Linked DNA regions of Bombyx mori: region 1 is linked to region 2. The links are chromatin contacts, called in public Hi-C maps. All regions are on one chromosome and are shown on one strand. Each heading gives the region's core, a stretch centred on a gene start, on an enhancer-like site or on the middle of the called end of the contact. The rest is flanking DNA. Distances are from core to core; before and after follow the strand shown. Region 1 holds the start of LOC101738347. Region 2 overlaps LOC101742163 (breast cancer metastasis-suppressor 1-like protein).

Evidence for each region. Hi-C and Micro-C count contacts between places; a contact is called where the count stands out from the background.
Region 1: a Hi-C map of middle silk gland shows a contact between it and region 2, with 2.2 times the contacts expected there. The contact joins the promoter of LOC101738347 here to the enhancer-like site in region 2. A contact is called at or near these places in 3 of 7 Hi-C or Micro-C datasets (middle silk gland, posterior silk gland and whole pupa).

The regions. Positions count from the first base shown.
Region 1 is chr18:2,353,546-2,358,471 of ASM3026992v2, forward strand. LOC101738347 reads left to right here and starts at 2,350. Exons shown (of 10, transcript XM_021349382.3): 1 at 2,350-2,682; 2 at 3,235-4,926. The coding sequence starts at 3,264. It overlaps LOC101742303 (large ribosomal subunit protein mL49), which reads right to left and starts at 2,787. Exons shown (of 2, transcript XM_004928077.5): 1 at 2,346-2,787; 2 at 1,544-2,068. The coding sequence starts at 2,462. The coding sequence ends at 1,604.
Region 2 is chr18:2,195,500-2,200,031 of ASM3026992v2, forward strand. The region is part of intron 3 of LOC101742163 (breast cancer metastasis-suppressor 1-like protein); the gene reads left to right. Among protein-coding and RNA genes, the nearest start is that of LOC101742163, 34 kb to the left of the region's middle. Within about 2 kb of position 2,077, at least 8 of the 8 cell types and tissues checked have open chromatin away from gene starts, as enhancers often do.

The sequences.
Region 1 (4,926 bases), core at 1,100-3,599, 160 kb after region 2:
GAAAAACCAAACTAATTATGTAGGTAGGCACGTAGGAGTACTTTGCAATTATTATAAACATACAATAAGAATAATTATTCATAATGTCATCTAAACGTGTTAAAAAATTAAAAATCTAGTCTACTCATTTTTTTTTTTTTTAAAGCATAAGTGAAAACAGATCACGTAAATGGCCTATTATTTAATTTATATTACATAAATGTATACGATATTTCGATGTTAAGTAAGTACCTACAGGAAATTTGTTATCAGTCAAGCCAGTTCACTTCATTTTTATCTCAACTTCCGTAATCCAAAACCTAAATGTATTTTATTTAGTCATTAAACCGGCTGATGTTGCAAAAAAAACAATTAAAAAAGGCATTAATTTTGTATTTTACACTACCTACCTTATAATTGACACAAGTAATAAATTTTAATAGCCGGTAACGAAATATATTCATATAAGTTCAACATTTCATCTTGAAATTACTATTAAAAGGTTTTAAGCGCTCCTGTCTTCTGTAATTTAAAGATTATGCAATATAAATGACACGTGGCACTGAAATGGCCTTGAAATTTATGTTCTGTATATATTTTATGTATATAGATACAACATGGCTAATTCAATATACATACGTCGATACCTAAACGATATTACGTAACCATGCCGTAAACGTATCGATTCCCGATCACTTCTCGTAGGTAATTCACATATTTGTAAAGTTTCTAACAATAAAACGTAATTACGCAAAAACGAACGTTTTGAAGTTTCGTAATAAACTTAATGATAAAAATTAACCTAACAATACTAAATGTGTGTTTCGTGTGAAATAAGTGATAAGTTGCGATCGAATATCTGTTTTAGAGGACAGAAAAGTTGTTAGCAACAAAGAGTGGGATGCAAAGTAAAAATATCGCGGTGGAGAGGCCCCGAGACCGCGGGCGGATGTTATATAGCTACGTAGGTTAAACCTTCCGCCGTCGCCAGCGCCTCTGGTGGCGGCCAAACGAAATAAACTTCATGCCGCGTACACCCCTCCGATCAAGTTTCGTTCACGACGGGAAATATTGAGTGATATTTTTAAGTAATTTTAAATTTGTTAAAATTTTTCGTCTATATAAAATTTTAGATATTACATCAAATAAACACTATTCATTCAAGACGTTTTAGGTTATTTTCATAATTCACTGTATTCATAGGTAGTTCATAAAATTTCGAAGTCGAATTATAATTGTAGAATATGAATAATACATTAAAAAAGCTTTATTACAAATTAATAGTGGCACTGATTTTTTATTGTCGTTGTCATAAGTAGACGAAGCCCGCCTATTGTGAATCGGGTTCGCCTAATGTAGTTTTGCTGAACTTTATATTAATCATTAAGTTTCTCCAAAGCAATTAAAATTGTGACATCATATCTTAAGATATGGGACTAACCTACGCCAGATGTTACAAAAATAGATATATTTTTTTAAATTATAGTTTTGAAGATTAAACATATTTATCGTTTATTTTAATGACTGATTCAATATCTTTACAAAGATCATTAAAACAAAAATATTTTTACACTAAAAAATTTATTAGGAATTACCAACATTGGCTATTAAGTAAAAACTACATTTAAAAACCCTTGGATAGGGCCCATTCTCGTAAATCATTTACATAATCCCCTTTAGTTTCAATCAACCGCGCAACTTCATGGACTCTAGTTTCTACGTATCTCTTGTTCTTCTGTTTTAAATATTGTTTGATTTCATCGTTCAAAAGCCATATGTCGCCTTCAATTTTTCTTATTATGGATATTTTACGCATTCCCCTGTAAGTAATCTTTAAATAGATAGGTAGCTCAGCATTTTTTGTTCTTGATAAAAAGTATGGATGGTTTAACGCCTCTTCTTTTGGGGGGACCCATCCTGAAGGATAACTATCTTTGGGAATTATCTTAGGTATAGTAGTAAACGGCAGCAAACGTTTGACGTATTCCCATTCTGGCGGATTCTTTTCTATTTCATAATTATATTGCTCTTTGATTTTACGCACAAACGGTGATTTTCCGTAACTAGAGTAATGTTTTGAAGATAGTGCCTGAAACAAAAACATGGGTTTTTAATAGAAATGATTTCAAAAGATTACGGTTTTTTTCTCTATTCCATCCATATAAATGAAATAATAACCATTTTAAACATGTTAAATATATTTGAGCATAAATGCTAATCATTAATCAACGTCACACTGAAATTAATCAATCAAAAAAATGTTAAAGAAACTTGCGCGGTAGGTTGTACACCCATAGTACTGTCACATGTCGTGGTCAAAGCGACATTACGACGCGACGCGAGTGAAAATACAATAAAATAATTACCAATTGTGATTCCGGCAATAATTTTGCACCCAAATCAAGTGAGTTGTTCAAGATTCGTCCATTTTTTCCAAATAAAAGTCGCGCAAACGCGGAGTGTGTTCGTAATACGGTCGCCATTTTGAATAGCGAATAGAGCGAATTGCTACAAGAGCAATAAGAACTATATTATTCGTTTCGAAGGAAACATTATGGCGGACGCCTGCAGACATTCGTGCTTTTCAAAAATCGTTTTCTAAGTTTAATTGCGCGTTTTTATTGAACTTTTTCGCATATTATGGTGCATTGTGTATGTAAATAACTGTTTATTGTGGTTTTTCGAGATTCCATCGGATAAATTGTGAGTATTTTGTGAGGACATAGCAGAGGTGCGCCACGGCTAGGGAAATGATTTGGTGCTTTCGTTCGTTCGACGCACACGCACTGGGTCAGCTGTAGGTGGCGTTAGCTGTCGCTTCGTTTCACCACCAAAACATACAAGTTTTTCATGAGTTTTCCGCTGCGAATTTCTATGCAACTGTACATGTAAACAGATATTCTGTTAGTTAATGCTCTATGTAGTCCTTTTGTCATCCGAAATATAGCAAAATAGTCCTTTATATATAATAGAAATAACATCAAATTAATGCGCGAACTTGTTGATTACTGTGTGTTCGCTTTTGTTTACGAAGATTTGTGGACACGATTTTTAAGTGAATCGGAACAAAAAATTAGATAATTTAGACCTATCTATGTGAGAATTATATTTGATTTAATAATAATTTTTTTTTAAATGATATATAATAAAGAAAAACAAGAATAATTTGCTAAAGTAATTCACATATATTTATTACCACGTTGCTTGTTTTGGGGGGTGTAGTGGTACTTAATAAGTTATATTTGTCTTTTTCAGGTCCAGATGGCATATTATGGAGGCGTGTTATGGCAGAAATTCATCCTAGCACAAACAGTGAGGAGTCTGTAGAGCAAAATTCAAGCAATTTTGTAAGTAAAATTGAAAACGACTGTGATTCCTGCTCTGAAGAAGTAATAGGAGAACACAGTCTAAATACAGATACAAATAATCTTCAAATTGAAGAGTCCGGTAAAAAAAAACCTAGGGGCATCTCGTCGGTCACTCTCCGATCGACCAATAAAAACAAAGACAATCAACATCTACCTAATGTCGGGAGAACGGGAATATCTCCCAATACACATTCCATCATGAAAACTAAGCAAACTAAAGATGAACAGGACAAGAGTATTGATGAGGAAACAGTGATAGAACCTAAGACGAGGGCCCGCAAAAAGGCATCTGACCCAACTGAGGATGACAAAACCAAGCTTGGCCAAGATGAGCCTAAAACGTCCAAAGAAACCAAGAAACCTGTAAATAAACCAAAAGCAATAATTAAGAAGAGGCCACTCGGCATCAGAAAGACTTTAAGGAGTAAGAAAGTCCTAGGGACTAAAGAAAAAGTCAAGAAAATTATTAAAAGAACAATCACTCGAGGTAGAAAAGCCACAGCGGCTGTTAAACTAGAACCTGAAAATTCTCAAGATAAAGAAGCCGTCCCGCTGATCCCAGCATCAGAAATTAAAAAGGAACCTCTGGACGACATCACTCCTGGTTCTAGATCCTCAAGTCCGAAAACAGCAGGCAGGAGACAGAGACTTAGCTCAGATTTGGCCATGATGAAAACAATGCTAAGTGATACTCCTAGCAGCTTAGCCCTCGGGCCTCGCACTAGTCCATACTCAATGCGCTCTGAACGAAGCAATAGCCCTTCGGTCTTTGAAGGCAAGAACCTGCGAAGTGGGAAGCCTAGAAAAGTCAAAAGCAACCTTTTAAATGAGGTTGTCATGAAGGAACAGAAGAAACGACGGAGATTGCTCTCAGATTCCAAAGCCTCCGACTCAGCTGATGTAAGTGATGAATGCATGAAGCTAAAAAGGGGACGGTCCTGCTCCCGAGACGGGAGTGAGATCTCTAAATGCTCAGACAATACTGAATCAGACATGAGCCTCAGTGAGCCACTGAATGATACAGACGGTGGCAAGGAGCTCAGCAAAAAACTAGATAAATCTAAGACTGACCTAGATATAGATATTGAAAGTAATGTACAGATCTCGACTATTGAAAAAGTGCCTTCCGTTAATGTTGAAAAAATTAATGATGTTAAACTTGATGCAGAAACTAGTTGCATCTCTAATCAAAAGAAAAAAAAGAAGTTGTGCTTAAAAAGGAGTACATCTCTAGATTCTGACAACAACAATAGTAATAGGTTAAATTTAGATGGTTTAAATGCATCAGAAATAGAAGATAAACTTCTGATGAAGACTGAAAACATTACGCTTTTGGAGGCCCGTAGTAGTATATTGAATAGTATGTCCAAGACTTTAAACTCAAAGGAAATCACAAAGAACATTAAGAGGGCAAGGAGAGGGAGAAAAGCAGCCGCCGCTTCAAGGCCAGACCCCAACAAGAACTGCATCACGAGCACAGTGACCAACAACACTGAAGATAAGCAAGAGACCCTTGAGTCTCTCTCCAAAGAGATAGATGACCTCATCAATAATCTGGATGAGAACATAGGCCAGGATC
Region 2 (4,532 bases), core at 827-3,326:
CGACGCATAGTGACGAAGTTTTGAGGGAAAAAATTTCAATTTGTGTCCTTAATGAACTTCAGGTGCCATAATTAAACAATAAAGCATTTTACCCGATGTTCCCTGTAATGGGAAGGTACTACGATCCCTCTCAGACACAGCCCACTGAGTTTCTCGCCAGAACTTCTCAGTGGGTCGCGTTTCCGATCCGGTGGTAGATTCTGCGAAGCACGGCCCTTGCTAGGGTTCGTGTTAGCAACGTCATCAGGTTTGAGCCCCGTGAGCTCACCTACTAGTTAAGGCTACGCTGATATAGCCTCTCAAGGCTATCAGCTTAGGAAGGGAAGAAAAAAACTACGATCCCACCGATTTGTGCCGCAAGCAACCTTGTACTGTACAATTGACAGTTCGACCTCATGTTTTTTGTTGTATAATCCACCGCAGTCTAAAGACGTCGCAAATTGAATGCAGTCGTCCAATGTTTCGTAATTATGACTCTGTTCTTTTGAGCTAGAAGTACGGACGCTTCTCGATAGGTCTAACCTTCTTATGGGCCAAAGACGTCTTTGGCCCATGACGGGCGCTCCATGGGCCAAAGACGTCTTTGGAGCTGCGAGTCTGGTTACACTTTTGATCGCGGTAACCCCTTTACCCCATCCGGGTTCTGACCTCGGGGCAGATAGAACGCTTGGACGGGAGTGCCTGAGTCATATAGTGGATAGGTTCCTATATACCATCATTGCGCCCGCGTCCCATCCCGACACCTGCGACCGTCGACTCACGCGTTCCCTAAGCGCGTGGATTCCACAAAAATCGGTCCCCAGCCCAAAATATAACGTAATACTAATACGAACCTGAACGTGCTGACAACTAAATACCGCCCTTAGGGGGCGTCACGTGTCTATCAACTGGCGAAGGTTTTTAATGTTGCATTTCTAAACACTACAGGCAAAAGTATACTATTCAGAAGACCTCGCTTACTAGTTCTTTGTATTAATCATCCTTGAGAACGTTTATGTCTCCTTTGCGTTTCTGTAAATGCATAGGTACCTATGAGATTTTTCGGAAATTTATCCCCTAACGTGTTGACCGACTCTCTTTGCGAACATATATTTACATAAAGTAAAATTATAAATACAATATTATAAATTATCTATAATTTAACTAAAAGAGGATAAATATCACATAAAAATGATAAACTGTTGTATTAAATTGACTACTCAATAATAAACTGTAATTAATCAAACAAGACTTAGTAACTCCCAAGTTGGCCGCTAGATGGCGGTAGCAGTCGCAAAATCATAATTATTTAGAATTTTTTTAATGAATTTTCGTAGTTCTTGGATAACAAATAAAAAAAAACCATTGTTTTTATTGAGATTTAACCTTATCTTCTGGTTAATGAACAAAAAAGGGTTTTAAATTTGATTTTCGTGTGGTGTCCTGTCCACGTTGTTTCTTATCTTATCTATGCCTCAGTAAATTATATTGATAAATTACATATTCAGTGATTCAACAATATTAACTCGTAATTGAAATTTAATGTGTTTGTTTTATGCATATTTACTGTATATATGTGTAAATACTGCATATCTCCTGATTACGTGTGAGCCTAAGAACGCAGGTGGTCAAATGTATCATAGGTAGGTATGTCGTGAGACATAAAATATGTTATTATTGTTTCGAACTTATTTCCAAAATATACTGGATCTTAAAATAACGGCATTTCAAAATAATATTTACCTACCTAATGTATAAATTAATATGAAACGAATGACACAGAAGTTTGTCTAAAACGTGTTACAAAAGCGTCTTATATAAATAGAACATAGCGACACGTGAAAGCAAAATCAGATTGTGAAACACACAGCAATATTCATCAAACATACAAAACGTAATCGACTATTCGAAAATAATTATCATTCAAGAAGAGCAATAAAACTTTGAAATTAACTAATAAAAATATTATGTATTTAAACATCAAACAAGTCGCGTATCAATAATTTTAATAAAGGAACGACAAAATGGCGGACGCTGCGCGTAGCGTTCTGAAAGCGTCTACGCCATGCGGCCGTCCTTGTCTCTCGTAGCGGCTACGAGACGATACGAACGAGACGGGTATAGTACCCTGTGGGGCCTCGAAGTGTCAAGGTGACGAACCCCGATGACTGCGCAAACGCAATCACTATAATATTCGTTTGTCCTTTAGAATAATTTCAGCTATATAACGAGTCTGTGTCGCTCAATTTTGAAAATCGAATGCATTCTGTCGACGGCGTTGTCTGCGAGCATCGGTTTAATGACCTTTACATTTATTGTGCACGTTGAAGTATTCACCCAGCACAGAGCAGATTAATTATTTATCTTGCACTGACTTTACATAGATACTCAAACTCATTTAGTTTCTTTATGAATGTTGTAGTTAAAGTTTTGCTAACGGTAAAACTGTGATTGCCCTTAGTATAATATACTTTATATTTGATTTAAATATTATTCATTGCATTGAATGACGTACAATGTACCCACGTTAAAGTAAGTCTTTGTGAATATTTAAATCGTTTTGCAATGCGTGTTCTGAATCCACAGATAATATATTTTGAAGAGAAAGAATTATTTATTAGCTTCTAAACAAATAATGTGGTTTGCTTATTAATTATTATGTTTTATTTCGTCTTTGATTGTAATCGTTTCGGAATGTGAAAAGGAACAATATGAATTTTCAATGATCTATGTATGTGTGAGATCATAGCGGCCTCTTATATCTCGTTTCGTGATAGAGGAAAATGATAAAACTACACTTTTTAAAGTCAGTTTCCAAAATAAGATATTTTTAACTATGCCGAATAGATAAGCGTGGCTAAGCATGGTTCCACTTAGTGTAGTAGTGTACTGAGACCTTAGAACTTATATCTCGAGGTGGGTGGCGCATTTACGTTGTGGATGTCTATGGGCTCCAGTAACCACTGAACACCAGGTGGGCTGTGAGCTCGTCCACCCATATAAGCAAAAAAAAAAAGTAGTTCAACCTTTTATTTATTTATTGGCCTTGTAGGCAGACGAGTATACGGCCCACCTGATGGTGAGTAGTTACCGTCGCCCATAGACTTCAGCAATGCCAGGGGCAGAGCCAGGCCGCTGCCTACCGCTTGAGACGTGAGGTCGAAGTTTCATTAAATGTAAGTGATATGCGTCATGCGTGGACCTCAATAAAAATACGCCGGAGACGACCATTGGACCACGGCTATCAGTAATTAATTTAGCTCATTTATGACAGATACCTACGGTTATGTTTATACGAATAATCAGTAAATAGCAAGCATATTACAAATCCCTTGGAAAATGAACGGTATTTTTTTATTGCTCAGATGGGCGGATGAGTTGGCGGCCCACGTGGTTTTAAGTGGTTATAGGAGTCCATGGACATCAGCAATGTAAATACCACCACAAATCTCGATACATGAATTCTGAATCTCATTATTTATAGTATTAATAATAAACATTGATTCCAAGCATAAATTAGGTACAAAAAATAAAAACAAAAATAAGAAAAATAATGAGTTTTGGAAAGGGTTACGGCTCAGTAATGCCTAATAGTATCGAGACAATGGGTACTGCGGCGCTGATCTACCGCCGACACCTGCGGAGTGACGTGCATGCACACCAGCATCAGACCGACCAATCATTACGTATTTGAGCTCAGCAATTTTTTTCTCTCTTTTTTTTAAATTGGAACATGCTACACTTTGTTAAGAAAACTAAATTTAAACAAACACACGTACACAACAGTGAAAAAACAAGAATTAAAAAAAAATGTTACGAAAAGGGACAACCAAATGAAATATATTAAATTAATAAAATAAAAATTACAATTGCAATGTATGTTATAGTAGATACGGAATAATTACAATTGATATTTTCGAAATTTATTTGTGTACTCAAAATATATATTTTTAAATTAGCATTTAGAACCGTTAAATCCACGTAATATAATCCGTAATAGAGGGGGAAGAGGTCGACCGAAGAAGGCGTGGATGGAATGTGTGAATGACGATATGAGAGTGAGAAGAGTCAGTGTTGAGATGACGAATGATAGAAGAGAATGGAAGAGAAAAATTAGCTGTGCCGACCCCATCCAGTGGGATAAGTTGGAGAAAAAAGAAAAAAGGTATATAGCATAAAATATATTCGAAAAAAGAAAATAAAGACCGACTGTATTTTTTTTTATTGCTTTGATGGGTGGACGAGCTCACAACCCACCTGGTGTTAAGTGGTTACTGGCGACACCCACCTTGAGATATATACCTAGTCTTGCCATAAATACTGAGACAAAGAAAAAAAAAATTCTATTGCAAATAACATTTATTACTTTTACTGTGTGTTAGTTTAATACATAAATATAAAACAATTTAAAATATAAAAAGCTTATTCGAAGTGGTCTCCATTGGCTGCAATACAGTCCTTTAAACGTTGAGGCCAGTTATCAATAGAAGCATGCACTCTTTCCATGGGAAAAGTTTTCACTGCCAATTGGGATTGTTTTAGGGACTCCAAAT